2 separate regions of the Triticum aestivum genome follow, and region 1 is linked to region 2. A link is a contact called in public Hi-C data. All regions are on one chromosome and are shown on one strand. The core of a region is the stretch at or near the end of the contact, and the rest is flanking DNA. Distances in the headings are between cores, read along the strand shown. Region 1 holds the start of LOC123054278 (APO protein 1, chloroplastic). Region 2 holds the start of LOC123049813.

The links. Hi-C and Micro-C count contacts between places; a contact is called where the count stands out from the background.
Region 1: a contact with region 2 is called in a Hi-C map of leaf, with 3 times the contacts expected there. The contact joins the promoter of LOC123054278 here to the promoter of LOC123049813 in region 2. A contact is called at or near these places in 2 of 5 Hi-C or Micro-C datasets (both in leaf).

What each region holds. Positions count from the first base shown.
Region 1 is chr2D:533,785,177-533,791,744 of IWGSC CS RefSeq v2.1, forward strand. It overlaps LOC123054278 (APO protein 1, chloroplastic), which reads right to left and starts at 3,738. Exons shown (of 5, transcript XR_006426092.1): 1 at 3,398-3,738; 2 at 3,207-3,262; 3 at 2,199-2,560; 4 at 1,003-2,053; 5 at 423-915. LOC123054279 reads right to left here and starts at 183. Exons shown (of 2, transcript XM_044478010.1): 1 at 1-183.
Region 2 is chr2D:533,599,045-533,605,688 of IWGSC CS RefSeq v2.1, forward strand. LOC123049813 reads left to right here and starts at 3,799. Exons shown (of 4, transcript XM_044472682.1): 1 at 3,799-4,169; 2 at 4,517-4,634; 3 at 4,748-4,900; 4 at 5,644-6,106. The coding sequence starts at 4,162. The coding sequence ends at 5,853.

The DNA of each region.
Region 1 (6,568 bases), core at 2,488-4,987, 190 kb after region 2:
TGCAGCCGCTCACCATGTTTGCTCTGTTCTTGCGCCAGCATCAGAGCAGGGCAGAGATATTATGCTGTGGCATCTTCACTGGCTACTGTAATAATATATGTGATGACCCCACATCTTTAGCTAGTACTACAATATTACTTCAACTGAAGGTTCTTTTCCTAGTGCATATATGCTATTAAAAAAAAATTGTGCGAGCTGGGGGCCCTTAATTTGAGATTATGTTGTTGACTTGCTGGGACATGGTTTATACAAAGTTGTACTCCCTCCGTCCGAAAATATTTATCGAAGAAATGGATAAAAATAGATGTATCTAAAACTAAAATACATCTAGATACATCCATTTCTCCGACAAGTATTTCCGGACGGAGGGAGTAACTGCAAATGGTTTATGATATCTGCAGTTCACTGCTGAGAAGAGCATGTAAGCATTGATCAGGCTGGCTGAATAGCCTGGCATACATCCTTCAGAAACAAATATACTAAGTCTACTTCATGGCTCTCTAACCATCCATTTGATATAGCTTTTGCAGCCATGTTACAGAGTATACAGCACAAAAGAGTAGAGGAGAGAGTACATTATACCGATAAATCTGATGGTATACATGTAGCCGCACCGGGAGCGATGATCTGGGATTCTGGGGGCAGGTACAAGTTGCACAGCTTTTAGTCCATGATTAATCACAGCCAGACGCACAAATACCCGAACAAATCCCGGTGATTAGTTTAATCCCAAGAATCAGCTCGCCATTAAGCATGGTACCAGCAGTGGAAAGGGGGAAGCCATCTGTATCGAGCCATCGTAAGTGCCTCACAGTCTAGCATAGGGAAGCATATAGCATCTCACGCCATTAAACAAGATTATACACACCATAGCAGAGGACATCCTTTTCCACTTCCTTTCTTCAAGTTGTGCATCTGCCGCAAAGCAGTGATCAAATGGTCACAAGATGCATAGTATCACTAGGAAGACAGGCGAGCGGAGGCAGGATATTCGGGGATCACCTTTTGATGAATACTTTTAGCAGATCTATGAATCAATTTTGAGAGTATGTCTGGTCATGGTTCAGCATTGTATTAGTATTATAAGACAACCTATGCATTTGCTGCTGCCTCAGGCAATATGACAGGGCCCAACCATGAGGCATCCGGGTAACAAGCACCTTTGGCTGGAATTTGGACTCCGGGCATCTTCAGAAGTGCAGGGGCAGAACATTGTTTTCATGCAGCCATCCGAGCTTCATCAGGGTCTGGGATGATGATATCAGTCCTCATCATTGGCCGGTACTCTGCAGGTATTTCAGCTCCCGCCTGCACACATAGCTCGACAACGGCCGGAGCTTTGCCATAGAAACTCCTTAGAGAGGATCTGAGAGGAGGGCCAGTGGGGTCAGGGACATGCCACACATAGTTCGGCGGTATGACCTCATCCACAACAGCATCCTGCCACCCGTGCTTGCCGTCTCGCCACTGGTGCTTGAAAGCCCCACAGAGCTTCACATTGTGTCCCCATGGACCAACGTGGACCTCAGAGCAGTACCCGCATGCTTTTACCGTATACTTGCTCATCAGCTGTGCAACACCCTGCCGGACATCGCAGTATGCTTTCAGTGTCCTCTCTGCATGCTCTTTCACATTGGCTGGCACGGGTGACTGTCCCTGTTGGTTGCTAAATGTGTCAAGCTCAGCAAGAAGAGATATACAGTCCTCCGATCGGTGTGGCTTAGGCTCATCGACAACTCCGCCACGGTCAATAACCTTCTTGCCAATCATCCGCACTGGAGCAGTCCGTCTCCTTGTGGGATATTGTGGTAGGTCGACACCAGCCTGAATGCATAGCTCAAGAATTGCTGGAATCCTGTCGAAGTCAAACCTGGTGTCATGCTTGACCCTCCGCCCAAATGGGTCAAAAAGATGGTAAGATTCGATCGGGAGCAGCACATCGTTGATGGATCCTCTGACCCAAGAGTGGTGACTATTTCGACGCTGGCTTCCTGAACCATAGCAATCTTGTATCTGGTGGCCAACTGGGCCAACATGGACTTGAGGGCATTTTCTACAAAATAACAAGACGGATATTAATATACAAGATATTTGCCGAATCATGTCACATGATAGTGATCGAAGTGCCTATACAAGGGTCTTGAAACATTAATGCATGTATAAACAGCTTATGGCACAGATCAGAATTTAGTGTTTACCTGCAACCATAAACTGTAACAACATTCAGAAGTTGAGAGATGCCTCTGATGAGCACTTTCCAGGTATCAAGGACTTCGTAGGCAACAGGCACAAGCTCTGGTAAAAGCAAACCGTTCTTTGGGGGCTCAAGAGGCTTCTCTATCCTCATCTGTGCAAGCCTCTTATCTTTGCGGGAAGCTTGAAGCATCTTTTTAATTGGGACAGGAAAGGGCTTCTTTTTGTTCTTCGGGTGTAATTCTGGGAGATCAACATTTTGCGGTTGTTGCTGATACCTCTCATGCCTCTTGCTAGCAGGATCAGGAGAGTACTCACAGCATGTTACTGACCTTGCCTGGCCAACCCGTTGAGGTTGGGATCCTATCTGTGACAAGTTGTAAACAAAAGGGATAAGCATAAACAGTGTTTGCAAACAGAGAGTGAGCGTAAAATTCTTCCACTGCGGCAGCACTCCATCACAAATTCTTTTCAAGCATTCTACCGAAACCAAAATGACAGTAAAACAAACCAACGGGCCGTCAATAGTAGTTATCTGCCAGAATGTAATCACAGGAATAATGGTGTAGACTGAAAGGGGATCTCAAATTCAATGTAAAATGGCACTGCAGCAGGCCTGGCTGCATAAGATATCCACAACTGAAAAATGATAGGCCCTACGAATCTGAATAATTTTTGTTCCTAGCTGGGTGTATAGAGATGATATACTTGTATTTGTCTTTAATGTTACAGCAATTTGCCAATCAATAAGCTAGAGAAAGGCATGGGAGTTAAAGCGCAGCACGGGTACTGAAAAAGTTTTGCTATGGAACAGCAACCCCACTTCTAATGATTACCATTCATACGAGCAACGCAGCATCATAAACATCCATTTTGACTACCTAGAATGGTTGGAGGGCACTTCATATACTCAATTGGCTAACCTCCAGATGACATAAGAATCCATTCAAGCCTCTTGGCTGTCCTGTGATTGACTGGGAAATGATTGTACAGCGAGAGCAAGGAATCGATACCTTTACTAACTGGTTGGCCCTGGTTCCATTGATGCCTGTCAAGCTAAAACGAACGCCTGAATTGAAGATTCAAAGGTGAACTTTAGACTCAATTATACACAATTCTGACAATAATGTAAGAGTTAGGATATTGAAAAGGCAGTGGAGCTGTGGAAGGCAATGAGGATTATTGCTTGGCAATGAGAACCTACCCTTACAGTTAAGTATCTCCATGATACAAACCAGCACCCAAAAAGAGCGCTGCTAAATTCAGCAGATACTGCTGCTTCGGTTACCCGGATAGGGAGGAGGAGCAGACGATGCCGGTGGCGGAGGAAGGGCGGCAGCGGCGCCGGCAAAGGAAGAAGAGAAGGGCCGGGGCGGAAGTGCGCAGGGAGAGACCGAGCCGCCGTCTCCTCGCGCCCGTCCGTACGCAGGGAGCGCTACTGCCGAGCCCAGCGGAGAAACTATTGGGTAGGTCGCGGGCACGGAGGAGGGTGGCAGTGGCCGGAGCTGACGGGCGGCGACGAGCGTTGCACGAGTGGCGGAGAGAGATAAGAACAGCAAGGGTGAAAATATCTCGGGTTGTTATTCACACGTGGGCCCCGTAGGTCTGCCTGATACACAGGCTCAGCAATTTGGGAAAATGGGCTGTAATGTGCATGAGAGTGCACATGTATTGGGCCTGAACACTCGGTTAGACTACCCATGATGGAGTAACATAGTTAGTAACATCACATATATTTAGATAAAATAAATGATGTGGCAAGTAATAAATGAAGAAAGAGAGGCATGTGGTAACATAGCTAGTTATTACTAGTATGAGTAAACATCACACATATCAAGGCAAGATGAGTCTATAGCCTAATAAATGAAGTGTTGCATGTTACCACACATATGTTACTTCCCACTATAGAGGTAGTAACATAGAACAGTAACATGCCCATGTTACTACTCTATGTTACTACCCATTGTGACTAGTCTAAAGAAAGAGCATGGCTGTTCCACTCGGTTAAAGAAAGGGAATTCCCTATTTACACGAAATCACTCCGTTCCTAAATACTCCCTCCGTTCCTAAATATTTGTTTTCCTAGAGATTTCAAATGGACTATCACATATGGATGTATATAGACATATTAGAATGTAGATTCATTTATTTTGCTCCGTATGTAGTCATTTGTTGAAATCTCTAGAAAGACCCTATTTGTCTTTTTAGAGATTTCAACAAATGAGTACATACGGAGCAAAATGAGTGAATCTACACTCTAAAATATATCTATATACATCCGTATGCTGTAGTCCATTTGCAATCTCTAAAAAGACAAATATTTAGAAACGGGGGAGTAGATCACATGATAATAGGTTTTAACTAAATTTCTTATAAAAGGAAAAAGACAAATACCAAAAAATCCGATAAAAAACGAAAACAAATAAACCGGCAACCAAAAAATGAATGACAAAAAAACGAAGGCAGAAATACAGTTGTGTTTTTTCAAAAAATATCATTTTCGAGAAGCACAATTTTTGTTTTTGTTTTTGAGAAGTACAGATCTATGTCTCCACTAGAAGCAAATTTGTGCTTCTCGTGGACACACATATTTTTCATTTCCGAGAAGTACAGTGTCGCTTCTCGTGGACACACATATTTTTCATTTCCGAGAAGTACAGTGTCGCTTCTCGTGGAAGTAAATCCGTGCCTCTATGTGCTTCTCGGAAAAGCACTTTTTTTTTCTTTTCGAGAAGCACAGTTGTGCTTCTCGCGGAAGCAAATCTATACTTCTTGTGGAAGTATAATTTTTGTTCCCTTTTTCAAGAAGCACAACTCTGTGCTTCCATAAGAAGCAAATATGTGTTTCTCGTGGAGGCATATTTTTACCCGCGCAAAAAAAGTTCACGCAATTGTTTTCTCCAAGCCCTAGGAAAAACCAGGTGAAAACCAAAAAGCCCAAAAAGCCTAGAAAAACCGATCTTAAATCCGAAAACGCGTATTGAAAAATTTTAAAAAAATCAAGAGGGAGCGCCCAGCACGCCACATGTGGTGGTGGTTGGACACACCACTTGGCATGCTCCCAAGCCACTAAAAGTGACCCCTGAAGGTCCCTAGCGAGAGGTAACCTCCATAGCACAAACGCCGCCCACTGAGAATAGATGTCATCGACAAGATAGTATCCCATGTTGCAGTATCGGCCGTTGACAGCGTAGTTGCACGGCGGTGATTCCCAATTGCAAAGCCTCCTGAACATCGGAGATTGCTGAAGCACGTTGACGTCGTTGTGAGAACCCGATATTTCAAAGAAAGCATGCTAAAGCCATAAGTCATGCGATGCCACCGCTTCTAGTATGATGGTGGCCTCTTTGGTGTGACCTTGATACATTCCCCACAAAACTTTGGGGCAGTTCTTTCATTGCCAAATGCATGCAATCAATTGATCCGATCATTCCTGGAAACCCCTGGCATCTCCAATAGCCAACAACTTCTTGTCCTGCGCATTTGGTTCTATAAGATACTCAGGTCCAAACACCTCCGCCACGGCGCGGCAAACTTGACCGTAGTCTTCAGGCATGTGCTCTCCCTCATCCTGACCATCTCACCAATGACATTTGCAGCAGTACCAAGTGCAAGCATCCTCAGAGCAGACGTGCACTTCTGCTTGGCAGAGAAAGACAGTTGTCCGCAACAATCCCTTGTGAGTTTGAAGTAGTCATCGTGTGCCTCCACTCGCTCCACAATGCGCAAAAACAATGGTTTTCGCATGCGAAAACGGCGACGAAATCATGGATCATCCAGGAAAATAGGCTTGGGAGCAAAGTAGTCCCTGTGCAGTAGCTTTGCTCCGGACAACTCTTCTCCCTTTACCACTCTTCTCCCTTTGATTGTGCCCTTGAACTTGAGAATATGCTCCACTTGCCGGTCCGTTTCCTCTTGCATGCTCATGAGCATGATCATGTCCACTTCTTTATCTGAATCCGAGGAATCGAAGAACTCATCTTGAATCATTTGATCAAGCTCTGTCGGTCCATACTCCTCGTCGGACGAAGCATCAGAATCCATCGATTTCCCTAATAAAATCACAAAAAATCCGGTCAGACAATGTGTCGAACATATCAAGCGCAATGCGGAGCCAGAGAGTTGTCGCCGCGGTGGCGTCCGGGCCGGCGACGACGTCCCCCACGACGAGGATGGGAGAGAGGACTGCTCTGCCGGAGCTAGGGGCGCAGTGGCTAGGAACACCTATGGAACGGGCACAGCAGCGGAGCTGCGAGACGGACGACACAGAGGAGGAAGAAGAGAGGAGAGAGCAAATGGATCTAGCAGCTCTCGCGGGGGAAGGGGGGATTTGGTGCAATTTGCGATGGAGTCGGACTATCGGGTCCGACGTGGC
Region 2 (6,644 bases), core at 2,549-5,048:
AAAGTTTAAAAAAATGAACTGCCTTTGTAACAGATGAGTTTTCAGCCGAAACTCAGATACTTCGAAAGAGAGTGTCCAGTTTGTACATGAAGTGCATCCAGTTTTTGTCATAACCCTCTCTAGTTTTTTGCACATGCTATGTGGGTGAAATGATGATACCATGCCAAGTTTCAACTTTTTCAGAGTTCATTTGTACTGCTTTTCAATTTCAGGATCATTTAGCTCAAAACAAATCAGTAAATGCATGAAAAATACCAAATGAAGGCACAAAGGGTTGAAAATTGACGGCGTGGCTTTGAATGGTGCATAATGAACGCATAAAAAGTCTGGAGTTGTAATAAGTTTTAAAAAATGAAGTGCCTTTGTAACAGATGAGTTTTCGTCCGAAACCCTGATACTTCGAAAGAGAGTGTCCAGTTTCTACACGAAGTGCATCCAGTTTTTGCCGTAACCCTCTCTAGTTTTTTGCACGTGCTATGTGGGTGAAATGATGATACCATGCCAAGTTTCAACCTTTTCAGAGATTCATTTGTAGTGCTTTTCAATTTCAGGGTCATTTAGCTCCAAATAAATTAGTAAATGCATGAAAAATAGCAAATGAAGGCACAAAGGGTTGAAAGTTGATGACGTGGCTTTGAATGGTGCATAATGAACGCACAAAAAGTCTGGAGTTGTAATAAGTTTAAAAAAATGAAGTGCCTTTGTAACAGATGAGTTTTCGTCCGAAACACTGATACTTCGAAAGAGATTGTCCAGTTCGTACACGAAGTGCATCCAGTTTTTGCCGTAACCCTCTTTACTTTTTTGCACGTGCTATATGGGTGAAATGATGATACCATGCCAAGTTTCAACCTTTTCAGAGTTCATTTGTAGTGTTTTTCAATTTCAGGGCCATTTAGCTCAAAACAAATCAGTAAATGCATGAAAAATAACAAATGAAGGCACAAATGGTTGAAAGTTGACGACGTGGCTTTGAATGGTGCATAATGAACGCATAAAAAGTCTGGAGTTGTAAGTTTAAAAAAATGAAGTGCCTTTGTAACAGATGAGTTTTCGTCCGAAACCCTGATACTTCGAAAGAGATTGTCCAGTTTGTACACAAAGTGCATCCAGTTTTTGCCGTAACCCTCTCTAGTTTTTTGCACCTGCTATATGGGCGAAATGATGATACCATGCCAAGTTTCAACCTTTTTAGAGTTCATTTGTAGTGCTTTTGAATTTCAGGGTCATTTAGCTCAAAACAAATCAGTAAATGCATGAAAAATACCAAATGAAGGCACAAAGGGTTGAAAATTGAAGACGTGGCTTTGAATGGTGCATAATGAACACATAAAAAGTCTGGAGTTGTAATAAGTTTAAAAAAATGAAGTGCCTTTTGTAACAGATGAGTTTTCGTCCGAAACCCTGATACTTCGAAAGAGAGTGTCCAAGTTGTACACGAAGTGCATCCAGTTTTTGCCGTAACCCTCTCTACTTTTTTGCACATGCTATGTGGGTGAGATGATGATACCATGCCAAGTTTCAACCTTTTGAGAGTTCATTTGTAGTGCTTTTCAATTTCAGGGTCATTTAGCTCAAAACAAATCAGTAAATGCATGAAAATAGCAAATGAAGGCACAAAGGGTTGAAAGTTGACGGCGTGGCTTTGAATGGTGCATAATGAACGCACAAAAGTCTGGAGTTGTAATAAGTTTAAAAAAATGAAGTGCCTTTTGTAACAGATGAGTTTTCGTCCGAAACCCTGATACTTCGAAAGAGAGTGTCCAGTTTGTACACGAAGTGCATCCAGTTTTTGCCGTAACCCTCTCTACTTTTTTGCACATGCTATGTGGGTGAAATGATGATACCATGCCAAGTTTGAACCTTTTCAGAGTTCATTTGTAGTGTTTTTCAATTTCAGGGTCATTTAGCTCAAAACAAATCAGTAAATGCATGAAAATAGCAAATGAAGGCACAAAGGGTTGAAAGTTGACGACGTGGCTTTGAATGGTGCATAATGAACGCACAAAAAGTCTGGAGTTGTAATAAGTTTAAAAAAATGAAGTGCCTTTGTAACAGATGAGTTTTCGTCCGAAACCCTGATACTCCGAAAGAGATTGTCCAGTTCGTACACGAAGTGCATCCAGTTTTTGCCGTAACCCTCTCTATTTTTTTATACGTGCTATGTAGGTGAAATGATGATACCATGCCAAGTTTCAACCTTTTTAGGGTTCATTTGTAGTGCTTTTCAATTTCAGGGTCATTTAGTTCAAAACAAATCAGTAAATGCATGAAAAACAGCAAATGAAGGCACAAAGGGTTGAAAGTTGACGACGTGGCTTTGAATGGTGCATAATGAACGCACAAAAAGTCTGGAGTTGTAATAAGTTTAAAAAATGAAGTGCCTTTTTAATAGATGAGTTTTCATCCGAAATCCTCATACTTCGAAAGAGAGTGTCCAGCTTGTACACGAAGTGCATGCAGTTTTTGCTGTAACCCTCTCTACTTTTTTGCACATGCTATGTGGGTGAAATGATGATACCATGCCAAATTTCAACCTTTTCAGAGTTCATTTGTAGTGCTTTTCAATTTCAGGGTCATTTAGCTCAAAACAAATCAGTAAATGCATGAAAAATAGCAAATGATGTGAGAAAGGGTTGAAAGTTGATGACGTGGCTTTGAATGGTGCATACTGAACGCAAATGAAGTGCCGGTGTAACAGATGAGTTTTCGTCCGTGTAAACATGTAAAAATATACATCAAAAATACATTGATCGTCAATCATCTTTTTGTGTAGAATCTGAATTGTCAATAGGAATCTTCCCCGGTTTATTGCATCCACAGATCCTACACATTGAGTTCAATGAAGACCAAGTAGTTGTGATAGTATGAGAAGTAACATATTTAAGGTGGTAAAACCCTGTTAGCGGAGCGAGGTGGGACTAAAAAACCGTTGCACGGTGAATCAACTAAGAAACTTTAGTACCGGTTGGTGGCATGAACCGGTACTAAAGGGGTTGGTGGGGCCCCAGCCCGCCAACAGCCTGCCACAGCCTCTTTAGTACCGGTTCGTGGTATGAACCGGTACTAAACGTTCACCATGAACCGGTACTAATGAGTGCCGCCCGCCTAGCCGTTTGAACCGGCACTAATGGTCACATTAGTGCCGGTTCAACTACAAAGCGGGACTAATATATTCACGTTAGGCCATTTTTCTACTAGTGTATGTTTGAATGCAAAAGCAATGCAAAAATGAGCTATTTGCTGAAATAGGACGGCCAGCCGGCCACGCCGTCACATGTGGGTCGACGCGTTGGGCGCACTATCGACGCAAATCTAAAATAGTGCGGACGCCGGGCGGGCGGCCGACCCAAACGGACAAAATCGTCGTCCGTTTAGGTCGGCCCGTTGGAGTTGCTCTTACAGTTGAATATAAGTTGGTATGCTACAAAGATCACAGTCTCATCTTCTCTTCGTAATATCGTACCTGCAGCCGCCATCACTAGGTGAAAAACGAGCCATGGATGAAAAGGATGAGATCTATGATTAAAGTTCACCGACACATGCCTAGCCTCATGTGGCCCAGGCACGCCCCCATATTATGCGGGCCGCCCCGGCAGCAGCCACGTTGGTCCGCGTAGAATTTATCAGGTCATGCCGGCACGTTGGTCCGCGAGAGGCATGGCCGCGGGCCACGATGCCGGCACAGCCCGATTATATGTGTGCCGGGCCTCGGGCCAGCCGGGCACGCGGGCTATGGGGCTGGCACGCCTTGACCAGCCCATTTGGCCACCTTTGGCCCTTCTTCCTCGTCTTCCCCAAGCGAATTGCTAACCTAGCCCAGCCCTCTTTCGTTCGCACACCCCCGCCGCCAACCTCCAGCTCCGGCTCGCGAGACACCGCCACCACCCTCCCGCTAACCAGCCACAGCCTCCCCAACGCCCCTGAGCGCGCTGCCACCCTGCGTCCCCTGACCATCGCGCCATCGTTCTCCGACCTCCTGCCAGTCACCGCCGTCGAAACCAACCACGTCGCCTCCCTGACCAAGACCACGACGCCGCCGCCCCTCAGCACGCGGAACGAGACACTCGTCGGTTGAATTTGCGCCGCCCCAGTGCAGTCCAGCCCCAATACTGCATCGATCTATCTATTGTGCTCCCGTCCGCACCGGCAGTGGCGACGATGAAGATGTCAGTACTCATTTGCTGTTTAAAATTTCAGTGCCATGGCAATCTCGTAGCTGTAAACTGCTCTCTCTGTTGTGCAATCCCTTGCAAAACTAAGTTTAGTACATAATGGTCCCTGAGCGATGATCCTATCGCAGAGGAATTAGTTGGTTTGATTGGGAATTTATGCAGATAAATTGCTGGGACTGACATATTGTCCTATCCTAGTTCTGTTTCGCGTTAGTGTTTAGTCCCAGTTCTCGATCTTCATAGCTAGACGCTGAATAATTTAAAATCTGAATCTTCATTATCTATCAGCTGTCTTTGTAATCTGGAGTTCTGAATATCCAAAGCTCTTTATTGTTCTGTAGTGAGAAAGCAAATGCAGGACATCTCACCAACTTCGAAGTTCTCGACTTCTTACGGAAAAGAGGTGCAAAAACTGATCCGATGGGATGTTTGGGGGCCGTTGCTGCATCAGAGTGTAAGGTATATGTTGTTTCTCTGGTGCTTGACCCAATGTGTATGCTCAATAACCTTGTTTGATACGTGTCCCTTTTTTATGCTTAAACTGGTCCCATGTTTATTGTTGTGACAAACAGGTATACGAGTACCTCCTGAAAACTCCTGCTTGCAATCAGACAAGGGAATCAGTTACTGAATTTGCAAGCACATGTGAGGGTTTCAAGCTTACTGATGCTGACAAGCAAAACATAATCAATTGGAGGCCAACCTCAGCAGCTGATGTTTATGCGGTATTGCCATGTTTATTTTGCTGATCTTAAGATTCCCGTTAGTATGCTATCTACGTTAGCTGATAGGGGCACAAACCAAGATATGTAGATATAATATACTGATACTTTGGACCATTTGTGACATCTTGAATAGAAGTGTCTTTTGTTATGATATTTAGTTTTCTTATCCCTCATCGTGATGAGAGATTAAACTCAAGACTCAACATTGGCCAGCTTTGACTGATTTCTGAAATAGTGGTGCAAATATATTTTGGTAGCAATGATGCATTTTTCAGAAATGTGTGGTTACATATCTACCTGATTTATCGCTAAGAAATCTAAGTTATCTCAACGTTGGATGTTTATTATTATATATGGATTCTGGCATCTGTAGGTCATCTGTTTATCTTTAATCGTTGAATTAAACTAGTATAGAATATAGATGAGCTCTGTTCTTTGGGCTTGGGTGTGTTCCTGTACTTTCGCATGTATAGATGTGCATGCAAAATCTTATTGGCAAATGTTTTGGGTACCAAACTACTGTAAGACCTTAAGCCACTCGTTGATCCCTGTTATAAAACATTACGCTATCACAGAATGAAATTGGTTTTCTTGTCCAGAGATTTTGAGAGAATCGTTGGGTGTTGTAGTCCGTCATCTGTTCACAAACAAGTACCACAGCTGTTTTGTTGGCTCACCTCCCACCTTCTCGAGGTTTTAGGTTAAGACCTCATTCATCTAATTTGGTCCATTGTCCATTGCAGATGGTGGAGGAGTGTGGGAAAAGATTTTGCAAGGACGAGCGAGGAGTGCCGCAGGATGAAGAGGACCGTGCCAAGGAACTTGTGGCTCTTGTAAACGAGATTTTTCCAGCACCACCTGCAAAGCCAAAGGATGAGGTGGATATGAAGCCAGAGGATGAAGTGGATGCGAAGCCAGAGGATGAAGTGGATGTGGATATGAAGGACAGCTGAAAGGGTTTGGTTCTGCTATATATATAAAGGGTTTGTTTCTTGACGAGGGATAGACTTTCGCATCGACCTGTAGCTTATCTATGCATCTGCATACATGTTCTGGGTAACTGCTTGTGGTGGCAGAAGGCCAATATTGTTTGAGACATCAATGTCAGAAACAACAAATTGACCTATGAGCTTCAATCGCAGTTTTGAGGTTCTCTTCGTCCTTGCTGGAAACGAAAATGAAGTCGAGGACTCGACATTTCCTTTACATGTAAACTCGAATTTCCAGATTTATCGCAACACATATATCTGGCTGGGTGCTCCAACAAGCTGCCCAAACGGCAAAGCTTGGAAGCAGGAGTAGCAGGCACCTGTAACTGATTGCTTTAAACCGGGGGTCCTCCAACTCCAACTCCAGCCTAAGGCCTAAGATCATCTGCAGCCGGACCTGACTAATCCGACCACTCAAACACTCGCGGACCTGCCGGCCGGGTTTGCGTACTGACTAGTCACGCCTCAAATAGCACGTTCCAAATTTGGGATATCTCAAATTCATATTATTACATGCAACGTAAACCGATTTTTAAGCGGAGCTTGTCTGGCTCTGTCGTGATCATGTCCGGCCGCCAGCTACGCTCTCATAGCTCACGGGACACGAGCCAGCTCACGGGACTCAAGGCGCCATCGTCTCCCATGCCCTACTATTTCTCGTCGGAGCCGGAACCCTGACGGTGCCGGTGGACGTCAGATTGATGATGGATCCGTCGTGGGACGAGCCAGCGACACGGGGCGCCGGAGAATGCGAC